Regions from separate parts of the Oryctolagus cuniculus genome. Here region 1 is linked to region 2. Evidence: chromatin contacts called from public Hi-C data. All regions are on one chromosome and are shown on one strand. The core of a region is the stretch at or near the end of the contact, and the rest is flanking DNA. Distances in the headings are between cores, read along the strand shown. Region 1 overlaps ADGRV1 (adhesion G protein-coupled receptor V1). Region 2 overlaps ADGRV1 (adhesion G protein-coupled receptor V1).

Region 1 (6,401 bases), core at 3,890-6,389, 110 kb before region 2:
CACTTGGAATTCCCAAGACTTTTTTTGTTGACAGGTAGAGTTATAGACAGTGAGAGAGAGAGACAGAGAGAAAGGTCTTCCTTCTGTTGGTTCACTCCCCAAATGGCCACCACGGCTGGCGCTCTGCTGAACCAAAGCCAGGAGCCTCCTCCTGGCCTCCCATGTGGGTGCAGGGCCCAAGCACTTGGGCCATCCTCCACTGCACTCCTGGGCCACAGCAGAGAGCTGGCCTGGAAGAAGAGCAACTGGGACTAAATCCCAGAGCCCATATGGGATGCCAGCGCCGCAGGTGGAGGATTAACCAAGTGAGCCATGGCGCCAGTCCTTTATTTTTTAATCAAGCAGCTGTGTTAAAGGTTTTGCCATGACCTGAGTGTTTCTATCTTCCCCAACAAACTCCTCCAAGGTGCTGGTATTAGGAGGTGGGCCTTGGAGGGGGAATTAGATCAAGGAGGTAGAGTCCCCAGGAGTGGAATTAGTGCCCTTATAAAGGAGCCCCCAGAGAGACCCTCACTCCTACCAGCTGAGGTTAGAACGGCATGATGCTGTGTACTAACACAGAAGGGGACCTCACTAGACACTTGGCTTCCAGTGACTTGATCTGAAATTGCTGGGCCTCCAGGCTGCGCCATGTGTTTCCGTGGTATTCTGCAACAGCAGCCAGGGCTGACTAAGGCAGGCTCCTACCACATCACTGCAGCATCTGGGCAGCGATCCGGAGCCTCCTGCTGAGTTCTCGCCTTCTTTCTCCTCTTCAACAGAGAAGTACCAGGTCCTTCTGGTGCTTATTCCTGTAAAATGCCCATTTAACTGATGTTCCTACACAAAGGTTGTAAGCAGCATATGAAGTCATGTACTAGTTTGAGTGTGGGTTAAGTGTGTCCCAGAGAGATTGGCTGCTGGGTTCCCAGGGTAACAGCAATGGATTTTTACCAGGTAGAACCAGGAGGAGGTCATGAGGTCACTGGGGGTACTGTACTCAGAAGGGGAATTCTTGGGGAGCCCTGAGCAGTTCTGAGTTGTGAAGGAGCCATGACAGGGCCCCTCCCTGTAATCTGGCCTCTGGTCTTATCGCTTGATCTCTCCCATTCCTGTCTTGACACAATTACCACGGGACACAGTCAGGGCCCCAAGCCCTCACCACCACCATGCAAGTGGTTGTACCATGCCCTGGAACCGTGAGTGAAGCAAACCTTATGCAGTACTCAGCCTCAGGGATTTTGCTATGGCAACAGAAAATGGACCAATGCATATATTCAATATAAAAATGAATTAAAAATGAGAGAACATCAAGAAAATCTAAGATTGGATAGGGAGCAGTGGAGTAAAAATTACTGTTTGATAAACATTGGGATATATAGTTATCCTGGACTCTTTTAAAGCTGTTTTGAGAGTCCTGTCTCTGTCTCTCTCACATGGAATAGTTCAAGAGAGGCACGGCTTTTTCCAGTATGAGGGTGGTGTGCTTACTATGTCATATAATTGACAATGTTCTTGATCTTACATTAACAGAAAACTCAGTTCTGACTTCCACATGACTGCTACTCATTCACTTAGCATGCATTTAGTAACCCACAGCCATGTGCATGCTTTTGCTCTGCTCTGGACATAAGGTTGGGAATAAAACACCCCTCCCGACCAGAGCATAAGTGTCTTAGTGCAGCCTGCTAAGTGTGACAGCAAAACCACCTGGAGCATGGTGGGTGCGCAAAGGAAGAAGTGAGTGGCTGTGTGCAGAGAACTTAGCTGGTGAAATCACAGTTGCCAAGAACTCGGTGAGATTAGAATCGAGAATGGAAATTTGTTACCGTAAGAACCTGACATGGAAATGAATTGGACAGCCTTGGGAAAACCGTGGTCCCTTTCCTGGACAATGGCAAAGAAAGGGCAATGCTAACACATTTCTCAACTTCGTTTCCTGTTGGTTCAGGAATCATCTGTGCTCTTGAGAAGGGAAGTAGGCCTGAGATTTTCAGGAAGATAACCTAATTATGATTAATCCTTGTTCCTCTGGGACTATAAGACTTTCAAGGCCAAGCATCTGTGTGTGTTTGCCCTGATCGGGGGAAGCAGAGTCCAGAATTAGTAAATGCACAGAATGTAAATGTGGGTTCAACTGGTCCAAAGATACAAGGGCTGTGTATTTTACTAATTTTAGAAAAAAGGTCCTACATAAGAAAAAAAGACACATTATAACCTTTCCAATACAGTATATGTGAAGGATAATTCTGGATGAAAGCCCAAGAGAGTGACCACATAGGAATTTTCAAAAGAACCCCAGACAACGTAGGCATCACAGCTCTATCAGGAAGGAAGCAGTTGATAGAGCCAACATCCCTCCCCTTAAGACCCTTCAACTCGATGAAAATGACAAGACGAGAGCCCAGAGATCAAAGCTAAGAAGAGGGGCCTTGGGAAGGGGTCGCAGAGGTGAAATCATTTGCTGCCACCTAAGAAAACAACTCTGCTTTCCCTTTGTTGAATCAAAACTCAGCAACCTAAGAACCCGCTTGTACTGGGTAGAAGTAGCAAACTGAAGAAGCGATATTCCTGGGGCCTCTGATGCTGTTTCCTCTGTATCTTTTCGATCTGAATTTGTCCTTTATTGATAAACAAAAAAAATTTCTTCTAATCTGTAAGTGGAGTCTGACATGGACATCTTTAACCAGACACAGACTTAAATTGCTGTCTAAAACCTAGACTCTCTCAACAGACCCGTGGTCACATGGCCATCAACAATTGATAACCCGTAAAGAAATAGGGCTAAGTTTATTTTCAATGCTATCAACAAAACAGCACAAAACACTACAATAAACTCGATAAGTGCAACTACAATGCAATTTTATAAGGTTAGATCCTAAAAATGCATCTTATCAAGAAAATACAGACGTTATCACACAAGCCAAAATTAGACGTATTATTCTCTGTAACTCCCTTTCTGTGATCCTCACAAAAATCACTGCAGAGCCGCTGGTATTCATGTTTGCATTTGCTTTGATTTCCAAGTGGAATGCTGCCTCTAGCTAGCCTTGAGATTAATTTTAAGAAAAAAAAAGAAAACTTGAGTGCATTCTGTGGTTTAGGTATAATTGTTACATAAACAGTGCCGAGATACTGGGCGAGTAGGAGTCAGTCTTTTAATTGTCCTCAGCTTATGGTTTCAGAACATGTTCAGAATATTTTTCCACTTCTTATGTGAAAAAAGTTTTTAAGAATCAAATACAAGGCCAACTGCTAATGAAATCATAATGAAGTTTTCAATATTATAAAAAGCAAGCCACTTATGAAAACAAGAAAGCTGAAAATAATTTTCAGAACTCTAATATCTTTAAAACATTGATATAATCAATTTCTCCTAGTTAAAGGCTTAAGTTCAGATATTTAAAAGCCAAGTTTGGCATCTCTGGGTACCACACGGGGCCTCTCAGGGTTTGTGGTTTATTTCATGCTAGGTGTTGTGTGAAGTACTTTGTATGCAATCTTTAAATTCTCATGACAAACCATAAGACAAGCAGTATTATCTCCATTCGTTCCTTTAATGAATGTTCACTGAGCACCTATGACAGGCAAGAGACTGTTCAAGGCTCCATGGTTACAGCAGGGAGCAGCCACAGCAATAAGAAGTCTTGCCAGGTCCAGTGCTTGGCCTAGTGGTTTCGATGTCTGCATCCCATACTGCAGTGCTTGGGTTTGACACCCGCCTCTGGCTCCAGATTTCAGCTTTCTGGTAACACAAATCCTGGAGTCAGCAGGGATGGTTCAAGTAATTGGAATTCTGCCACACTACCTGGGGGACCTGGATTGCTGTCCTGGCTCCTGGCTTCTGCCTAGCCTTGCTTTAGCCATTTTGGTTGTTCGGGGAGTGAACCAGCAGTTGGAACTCTATCTGTTCATCTATCAGTCTCTGTCTCTGTCTCTGTGTGTGTCCCTCTGCCTCTCAAAAGGCGGAGGACAAGGAGCAGCAGCAGTAGGAGTCCTTGCCCTCTTAGAGCTCACATTTTAGTGAATATTACCTTTTCTTAATTCTTTTAATCTAACCTGCCTTCAGCTAAGTTATTAGAAATATTTTAAAAACAAAAATATTCCTCTTAGATCCCAGTTGGAATCCAGCAGAGACACCTGAGAGGCAGAAAATATAAGGAAGCATAAAAATCAATAAATACACACTATACCTGAGAGTGATGATGCCTGACAGAAATGAAAATAGGATAAGGCCATGATGTAGTGCTGCGAGTTGCTAACTTTATCTGAGGGGGTCACAGATGTGTGGAGTCCCCCAAACTGAGATCTGAAATTTTCTATGCCCAAACAAAATGTCTCTTTGAGAATAACAGAAAAAGATACACCAAATTAACATTCTAGTGTTCTTACTGACACGCTGTTGGCCCAAACAAATTACCGCTACTGCTGATAAGGCAGGATGTCACCCAAGAAATACCTCACCCAATGGTATCTACTTCTGAGACACAAAGACTCTCGTTTTCACCATATGGGCCCTAAGTGGCATGGTTAATTGTTTTCCCCATTATTTATCAGTAGGATCTGGAGGACATCTGGAATTCTCCCTGGCAGGCCAGCACATGACTCATGGCAAAGCAGTTGTGTTGGGTAACTGATGACTCTGTGGATTTTTACGAGGTGCTTCTGAAACTCACGCACTGTATTGTTATTCTCACTTTCCCCTAAAGCACACTCCCTTCAAAATAATCAAGAGACATCGGGAATTCAAACTTTTCCATGAAGTTGCTATTTTATTTCCATTAGAATCCATTTCATTGGATTACAGTCACCATTAAATCCCAGTGTTTGACGAATCACAAGTTACCCAACAATTGCACTGAAGGGTATTTATTGTAATTATGAATACAAAGGGTGACAAGTGTCCATATATGGCCATTTACTGTGATATGTTTAAAATATTACTTTAACATTTAATTTTAGAAATATTTATTTGGAAGGCAGAGTGATAGAAATGAGGGAGGGAGAGGGAGGAGGGAGAAAGTGAGAGAGAGACGGAGAGAAAGAGAGAGAGTGGAGGATAGATCGATCTTGTGTTCTATGGTTCACTTTCCCAATAGCCACACAACCAGAGCTAGGTCACTCCGAAGCCAAGATCTCCAACCGGGTATCCCACGTGGGTGGTAGGAACCCAAGTACCAGGGCCACCATCCACTGTGTCCCAGGAGCATTAGCAGGAAGCTGGATGGGAAGTACGGAGTAGCCAGAACTCAAACCCAGGTGCCCTGATACAGAGTACGATTCTAAAGCAGCAGCTTAACCTGCTGTGCCACAAAGCCCACCCCTGGATATGTAATTAATTTATCCCAACTGGGTACCTATTCCAGTGGGTCACCATACAGAAAGTTTAAAAATAAGAAGTTTAAAAAATGATGAAATAACTTGCTGTTATCCTAAGTGTGAGCAGCCCATTCATTCTAGACTTCATAATGTCTTCCAAAAATGAAGAAACATCCTGGATCATCAGACAAGGCATTTAAATAGGGAGTTGGCCTGACAAATCCAGAAACAAACACATGAGTTTTGAGCCACACTCAGGAAATGCTGAACATGTGGAACTACGTGAGTTGGAAGGAAATTGAGAGCCCCAAGTACTCCTCTTCCTAGAAAAGATCCAACTTCCATCTCCACTGCCATTATAAGCAAAGTGTCATCGCCATTTCCAAAAGTCATCCAGGGAGAAATAACACACACTGATCATACATTACTCATTATTATTAATTTTGAATGCCAAAGAAATCATTAATGTTTCCTTTATTTAGTATGCAACCTCAATTATTTTATAAACATTTAAAAAAACTAGAAGGGCTTTTAAAGATCAGTTTATGGTTTCCTCCAACCCATCTGCCTCCTCCATTCTTCAGGGCTTCATGAGCAATCACTACTCATTTGGTAAACAGAATTGCAGTATTACCTTGTGTTTTCAAGTATAAGGCTTATGTGTTGTGCCAATGTCAACAATAAAAGGGGCAGAGGTTTAATATTTTATCTAGAAATTTTTAAATCTGGAAATCCTAATATTCTTTAAACTGTACTTTGCCAACAAGGATAATGATCAATTCAGTCAGTTCAGTGGTCTTCATCTAGTACTATTTTTTAAATAGAAAATTAGAATAGACTACAATTGGAAACCTATGCCAATAAGTCTAGATTTTTGCGTAACTTGGTTCTAATCCACTTAATATCACCCATCCACAGATGGTTTAATGGAACCATAGGCAATGTAACTAAAGGATGAAACTAAAACCTTCATGTGTCAAGAGTATTAATGGGAAAAAAATGAAGTTTAGAAAGGGGAAGGTTTTTCTTCATTTATGCAAATTTGTGGGTGCAAATGAAAGAGAGAGAATGAGGACACAGGAGAAAGTCACAACAGCACCATG
Region 2 (5,857 bases), core at 2,691-5,190:
AGAACACCAAATATTAAGTAGAAAAATGAAGAACAGTTAGAATAAAGGAAAATATGAAATAATATAAAAGCCCATTCAAAAACATCAATTTTCAGGGCCGATATTCTGGCACTGCAGGTGAAGCTGCTGCCTACAACACCAGTATCCCATATGAGCACCAGTTCAAGTCTCAGCGGTTCCACTTCTGATACAGTTCCCTGATAATGTGGCCTGGCAAAGCAGCCAAAGATGGTTCAAGTATTTGGGCCCCTGCCAGACATATGGAAGACCCAGTCAGAGTTCCAGGCTCCTGGCCCAGCCCTAGCCGTGGTGGCCATCTGAGCTCTGAACCAGCAAGTGGAAGATCTCCGCCTCTCCCTCTCTGTGACTCTGCCTTTCAAATAAATGAGAATTTATAAAAAGATGCATTTTCACAATGTCCAATTTCTGTACTTACTATATATATATCATAAAACGTTAAAAACAATGAACAATCATGCTAACAAAACACATGTCCTGTATTTTTTCACTGTACAAAAAATCTGAAATACAAAACTGTGGACACATTAAATTAATAATTTTTAATTTGACAAGAATTCGGACTGAACATCTAATCTGGTTGGAGACCCTCGAAACTCTTGACCAGAATAGGAACGCTTTCTCATCTAAGCAGATGCACTTAACGTTTTCACTCACTCAGCAGGTATTGCTCTGCGATATAATTGGCACCACCGTAGACCCTTACAGATGGCACAGATTAAATGTTAATCTTCCTCCAAAATTCTTCTGTTGAGGTTCCAACTCCCAGTGTGTTGATGTTTGCAGATGGAGCCTTGTGAAGTAATTCCTCAAGAGAGGATTAGTGTGCTTCTAAGAAGATGCACCAGAGAGCGCTCCCATTCTCTCTATGCTTGTGCACAGAAAGAGGCGAAGAGAAGATGTCTCAGGACAAAACCTGCCTTGTTAGCACCCTCATCTTTGACTTCCCAGTCTCCAGAACTGTTTAAACCCCGGACACCTGTATCTGTTAAGGTAGCCGAAGCAGATGATGACAAAATCACAACACAAAAATCCCCAAAGTAGTAGCGGTTCTTGTGATCTCACACAGCTGAACATCTGGAGAACAACGCTTTCAGAAATCAGCACTTTGGGTTCAAGGCGATCAGATCTTGGGTGACAACAGAGGGAGCAGAGGATAAGTTTGGGAGACTCAGCAGTGTTGCAGAGGACCACGTATTCTCTAGCAGGAACCAGGTGCTACAGGAAGATTGCTAACAGGGAGCTGCCAGAGACATATGCAGCATCATCATGCCCCGCAGTTACCCAGGTTCTCTCTCCTCTGAATTTCCTTGTCATGTCTAAGCACCCCCACCCTCTCAAACAGCAAACGGAGCAGCTCTAGTCCGTGGAGGGAGGCAATCCATGGTAAGGCTGCCTGGTGCAGAAGACATCAGAGCAAGGGTAGCTTCCCACTCTGCAGTGGAACCAAGTAGACTGGGAAGAGGAGACAGACACAGGGGAAGCAGGGATAGTCAGCAACCCTTGGGGAGAAAAATATTCAAACACCCCAAGGTAGATTTGGAGATCTGAGGTCACAGAGAACCTAGGACTACTTTTCTGGGTCTAGTTCCTGGAGTAGAGAAGACTGCTACCTTTTCTAGATAAGCCCCTGGCTGTCCCCCCCGCCCCCCGCCCCATGACACAATTCCATCAGTGCCCAAGAACCTCAGCACAGCCACAGGAAGCAGAAGTGGCCCAGGATGAGCAGGTTGCTCCCCAGGAGCAGGATAGGGCTGGTTTCCCAAGACCAGCTCAGGGTTCTGGTCTCACACATCAGGGTGTGTGTGGCCTGAGATCCACACCCTGCCCCAAGTAACGGCACAGTTTCCGCAGAAGGGACCTAAGCCAAGGGCAAGACTGAGGGTAGCGTGTTTCCAGGGAGTGGGACACATGCAGGCATCTGAAGGACCGATTCAAAAGTTTGACTCGAAGCCAAAGGTGCAGGGAACCATCACAGGTGTGCACACGGGGCTGGAGGCACAGCAAGCAGGCTGACTCCCGCGCCATCCAAAGCCATGAATTTGCCTGGGAGGAGCGTATGTTTTACATACTTCTACCTAGATGTATCTGAAGATGATCTGAGTGAATCAGTTGCACAAAGCTTTGGCCAGATGGACCCAGCATGTTCTGTCATTTACTCCTCGAACAAGTTGATACACAGGTCTCGTTAGGCCCACAGAAGATGAGGAAACAGCCTTGACAACGCGAAGATGCTTCAAGTTCATGCAGAACCGTCATTGCATGCAAGGCTGCCGGTTGCAAAACTACTTGAACTAGTCTTCCTGCTTTCATCCCCGCCCCACACATTCTAGATCCAACGCAGAAGGCGGAGGGATTCCCCTGGAAGGTGAGGTCTCATCAGCCTGCACACAAAGCCGCCGGTGGTTTCCCAACTCCTTTACGAAACACCCTACGAGGCCCTCTTACTGCCTTCTACCATCGTTCATCCTCCTGGCTCAACCTAGGCTCTCTGTTCCCAGGATGCACCTCAGGGAAACCCTAGCTTTCCCCTTCATCTGAAATGTTCTCCCTCATTGCTTGCAGATCCCTGCTCTAATAACACTGCCTGCTTGGAGACACTTTGGGCAGCCTCCACACATAAGTTAGCTCTGAGTCTACCACTCTCAATCCTTTCTCACCATCACTCTTTTGCATGCACTCAATCCTTACCCGGTGTGGCACCCTCGCCCAGCCGCCACCATCACCAAATATCAATGCCATCCATACAGAGATTCCATCTGCATGCTCACTGTTAACAAAATGCAGGATACAGCCCCACACATAGAGGATACTCATTAAGGGACTGAATTGTTGGAACCAGTCTCAAACTCCAACACAACAAATTGGAAAAGTTATGCTTTTTAAGCAAATGAACCGATTTCAACATTCAGTGCATTTTAACCGTTCAGAGTGATGTCTCTTTTTGTAGGTCTAATTCCATCCACGGGGCCCACATGTCAGAGTGCAAGAAGCAATGATGAAACTGACTTTTCTCAGGTGCTACTGAGACAACGTCCCCTTCATGGCGTTGTGTCTGCCATTTCTGTGTGTGCTTACTCATATGCATGTGCGTGTGCATTTACACACACACACACACACACACACACAGCAATCCTGCAGTCTCTGTGTTCATCTGAAAGCCTTCCCTGACAGCAATCCCAGTTTGCTTTTTCTAATGCTGGGTTTTACTATGACTCAGTAGTCTCAAGTGTCTACCATTGAGATACACTTTGGGATCTCTATGTTGCAACACATGAGAAAAAATACTGTGGAGAGAACTACTATTTTAAATGCAATTAGAGAACTTTTGGCTTATATTGATATCGAATAGATTGTTTTTCTAACCAAGTAAGCTCCTTGCTGCAAACAGGACTTAGAAAATAAGTACCAATTGAAATATTTAGAAGACATTTTTGCTTGTTTTTAATAAACAAAAGAGCCCATTTCCACTAGCAAACAGAGGCTGGGTGCAAAAAATCTTTAGCTTTGCAACAAACCCAGAAAAGCAGAAGAAACAAACACGGAAGATTTGCTGGTCAAAGTCTGGTGGTGGCTCACGGAAGCGCTTGTGAAGAGCGACCCCTGGTGGGCAAATGTACTCAGAGCAGACGGGAAGAGATGGAAAAGTACCCTTGATACGAAAATGAAATGGGATATTTGGGAAATCATACTGCTAGCGAAAAACAATTCACAGCCTTGCAAACTCATTTCCTAGCAAGTCACCACTTCCTTGAATTCTCTCACCTGCTGAAATGATTACATACGGATATATCCACGAGGAAAATAAACTCTACGGTCCTGCAAAGTTTGAGAAATCCCTTCTAGCAAGTGGAAAATTTATACCAGTGGGTGCAGGAAAAGAAAAGAAAACTAAGTAATGTCACAACCTTAAGCTAGAGCCCTTCTTAGATCTCCAGTTTCAATTTGGTGCCTCCACGGGTTGAGACCATGCAGAGCACGTGTTAAGAAGCTCATGGGAGATAGAGGTTAAAAATTAAGTTTATTCTCATGCAAGAAGTATTTGGTCTCTATGCATATTCTTTTCATAATACATACTCCCATGAACTTTTGGAAGACCACTGTTTAATTAAACTTTACAATTTCAGGTGCCCAGATTTGTAGAAGCAAAATTAACATTCATTAATTTGCAACGAGATGTCTGTCAGGAGACTGATTTCATTTCTGTCCATCAGCTAGGAAACTTGACTAATTATGCAATACTAGTGAAGCAGGGATGGACAGTTATTAAAATATTTCTCCTAAGATATTGTGCTGTCAATTTTAATTGCCTGTTTGTTGACTCAGACTCTGCTTTCCACACTTCAATTTAATCATTTATATAGAGTTTGCCTCATTAGCACAAAGTTATTTTTCTTACAATTTGTGATTTTAAAAGATTTACTGATTTCTAAGCAGAATTATTTTCCTTTGAGAAAAGAAAACATTTTACCTAATGAAATTTATCAGGTGAGGCATCAACAGGAGAACTGAACTAAGAGAAATTGGATGTACAGAAACTGTTTGAATGTACCCAGTTCCATTAAGGGAGCTAGATACAGCCTTGGGTAAGTGACTAACTTTGCGGTAACTGAAGCTTCCATCTCACCCCTCTGGTCTAAGTCTTCACCTCCCCCATCAGTGGTAGAAGTGCCGCTGCTTTGATACCTGCCACTTGGCCACTTAGCCCTTGCTTCCCAGTCCAGCCCACACCCCTCCCAGCCATCCGTTTGATCCTTTTTCCATTCACATACGACAGTTCTGTAGGAGCTGCCTGCCTTCTCTGGTGATACCTGCTCTGTCTGGACACTCTTCCAGTAAGCACCCCAGTCCCCATCCTCTCTCCACCTATTTAAATTCAAGGCATGTGTTTAGCCTAGTGGTCAAGACACCGGTTCTGACTGCTACATTGCACACTGGAATACCTGGGTTCAATACCTGGTTCTACATCTAATTCCAAATCCCTGCTAAGGCAGACCCAGGGAGACAGCAGTGACGGCTCTAGTTGGGTCCTTGCCATCACACAGGAGATCTTGATCAAGTTCCCGGCTCCTGGCTTCATCCTGGCCCAGTTCTAACAAGTACAGGCATTTGAGGAGTCGACCAGCCTGTTTCTCTGCCTGTCAAAGAAAAGAGTCTATATATCCTTCAGTCCCTAGCTCACGTGTCATTTAGTCCAAGTCACCTTTGAAATGAACGTCTCCTATGGGATGAGTGAGGTGGCCCCTTCCTGGGCTCTCATGGCACAAATTCATGAGTTTTATCTTAGAATTGCTCCTGTGCTAGAATGTTCTGTGTTAATGGCACCCTGTCAAAATCAGGCACTGCTCATCCCTGGCTCCCCGCACAGTGTACAGCTCACAGGGGTTCTCTGCAAGTGTATGTGGTGTTGCATATTCTACACTATACAGATTCTCACATTGCGAGAGAGATTTCACTAAAGCCCAGGTAAAACTATGCTCACTGTGCTGGAAACCACAATTCTTCTTCATTGCCATTGAACAGAGTCAGTTATAGCCGTGCACAATCAAGTTGATGAGGACAATAAAAATTACTCTGTAATCACAAGATAATTATGGCTTCTACTCAGAAATTTAGACTCATGCAAATTTAAAAATAAATCTCTAATACTTAAAAATATTAAAATTTTGGCTAACACGAACATTTGGTTCCTTTTTTATTTGATTAAAAAAAACTTAAGCACCCACACAGAAAACAGACTATTTCACTGGCATGTATCCATACACAGAATATGGAGTTATGAAAATCCACACATAAAATCCCCAGGACAAGGAGATAGCATCACCATTGGGTCATTAGG

The links. A called contact is a pair of places that touch in the nucleus more often than the background predicts.
Region 1: a contact with region 2 is called in a Hi-C map of liver, with 5 times the contacts expected there. The contact joins two enhancer-like sites. A contact is called at or near these places in 2 of 6 Hi-C or Micro-C datasets (liver and psoas muscle).

What each region holds. Positions count from the first base shown.
Region 1 is chr14:13,748,404-13,754,804 of mOryCun1.1, reverse strand. The region is part of intron 85 of ADGRV1 (adhesion G protein-coupled receptor V1); the gene reads right to left. Among named protein-coding and RNA genes, the nearest start is that of ARRDC3, 380 kb to the left of the region's middle. Within about 2 kb of position 5,139, at least 1 of the 8 cell types and tissues checked has an H3K27ac peak or open chromatin away from gene starts, as enhancers often do.
Region 2 is chr14:13,635,669-13,641,525 of mOryCun1.1, reverse strand. The region is part of intron 83 of ADGRV1 (adhesion G protein-coupled receptor V1); the gene reads right to left. Among named protein-coding and RNA genes, the nearest start is that of ADGRV1, 360 kb to the right of the region's middle. Within about 2 kb of position 3,940, at least 1 of the 8 cell types and tissues checked has an H3K27ac peak or open chromatin away from gene starts, as enhancers often do.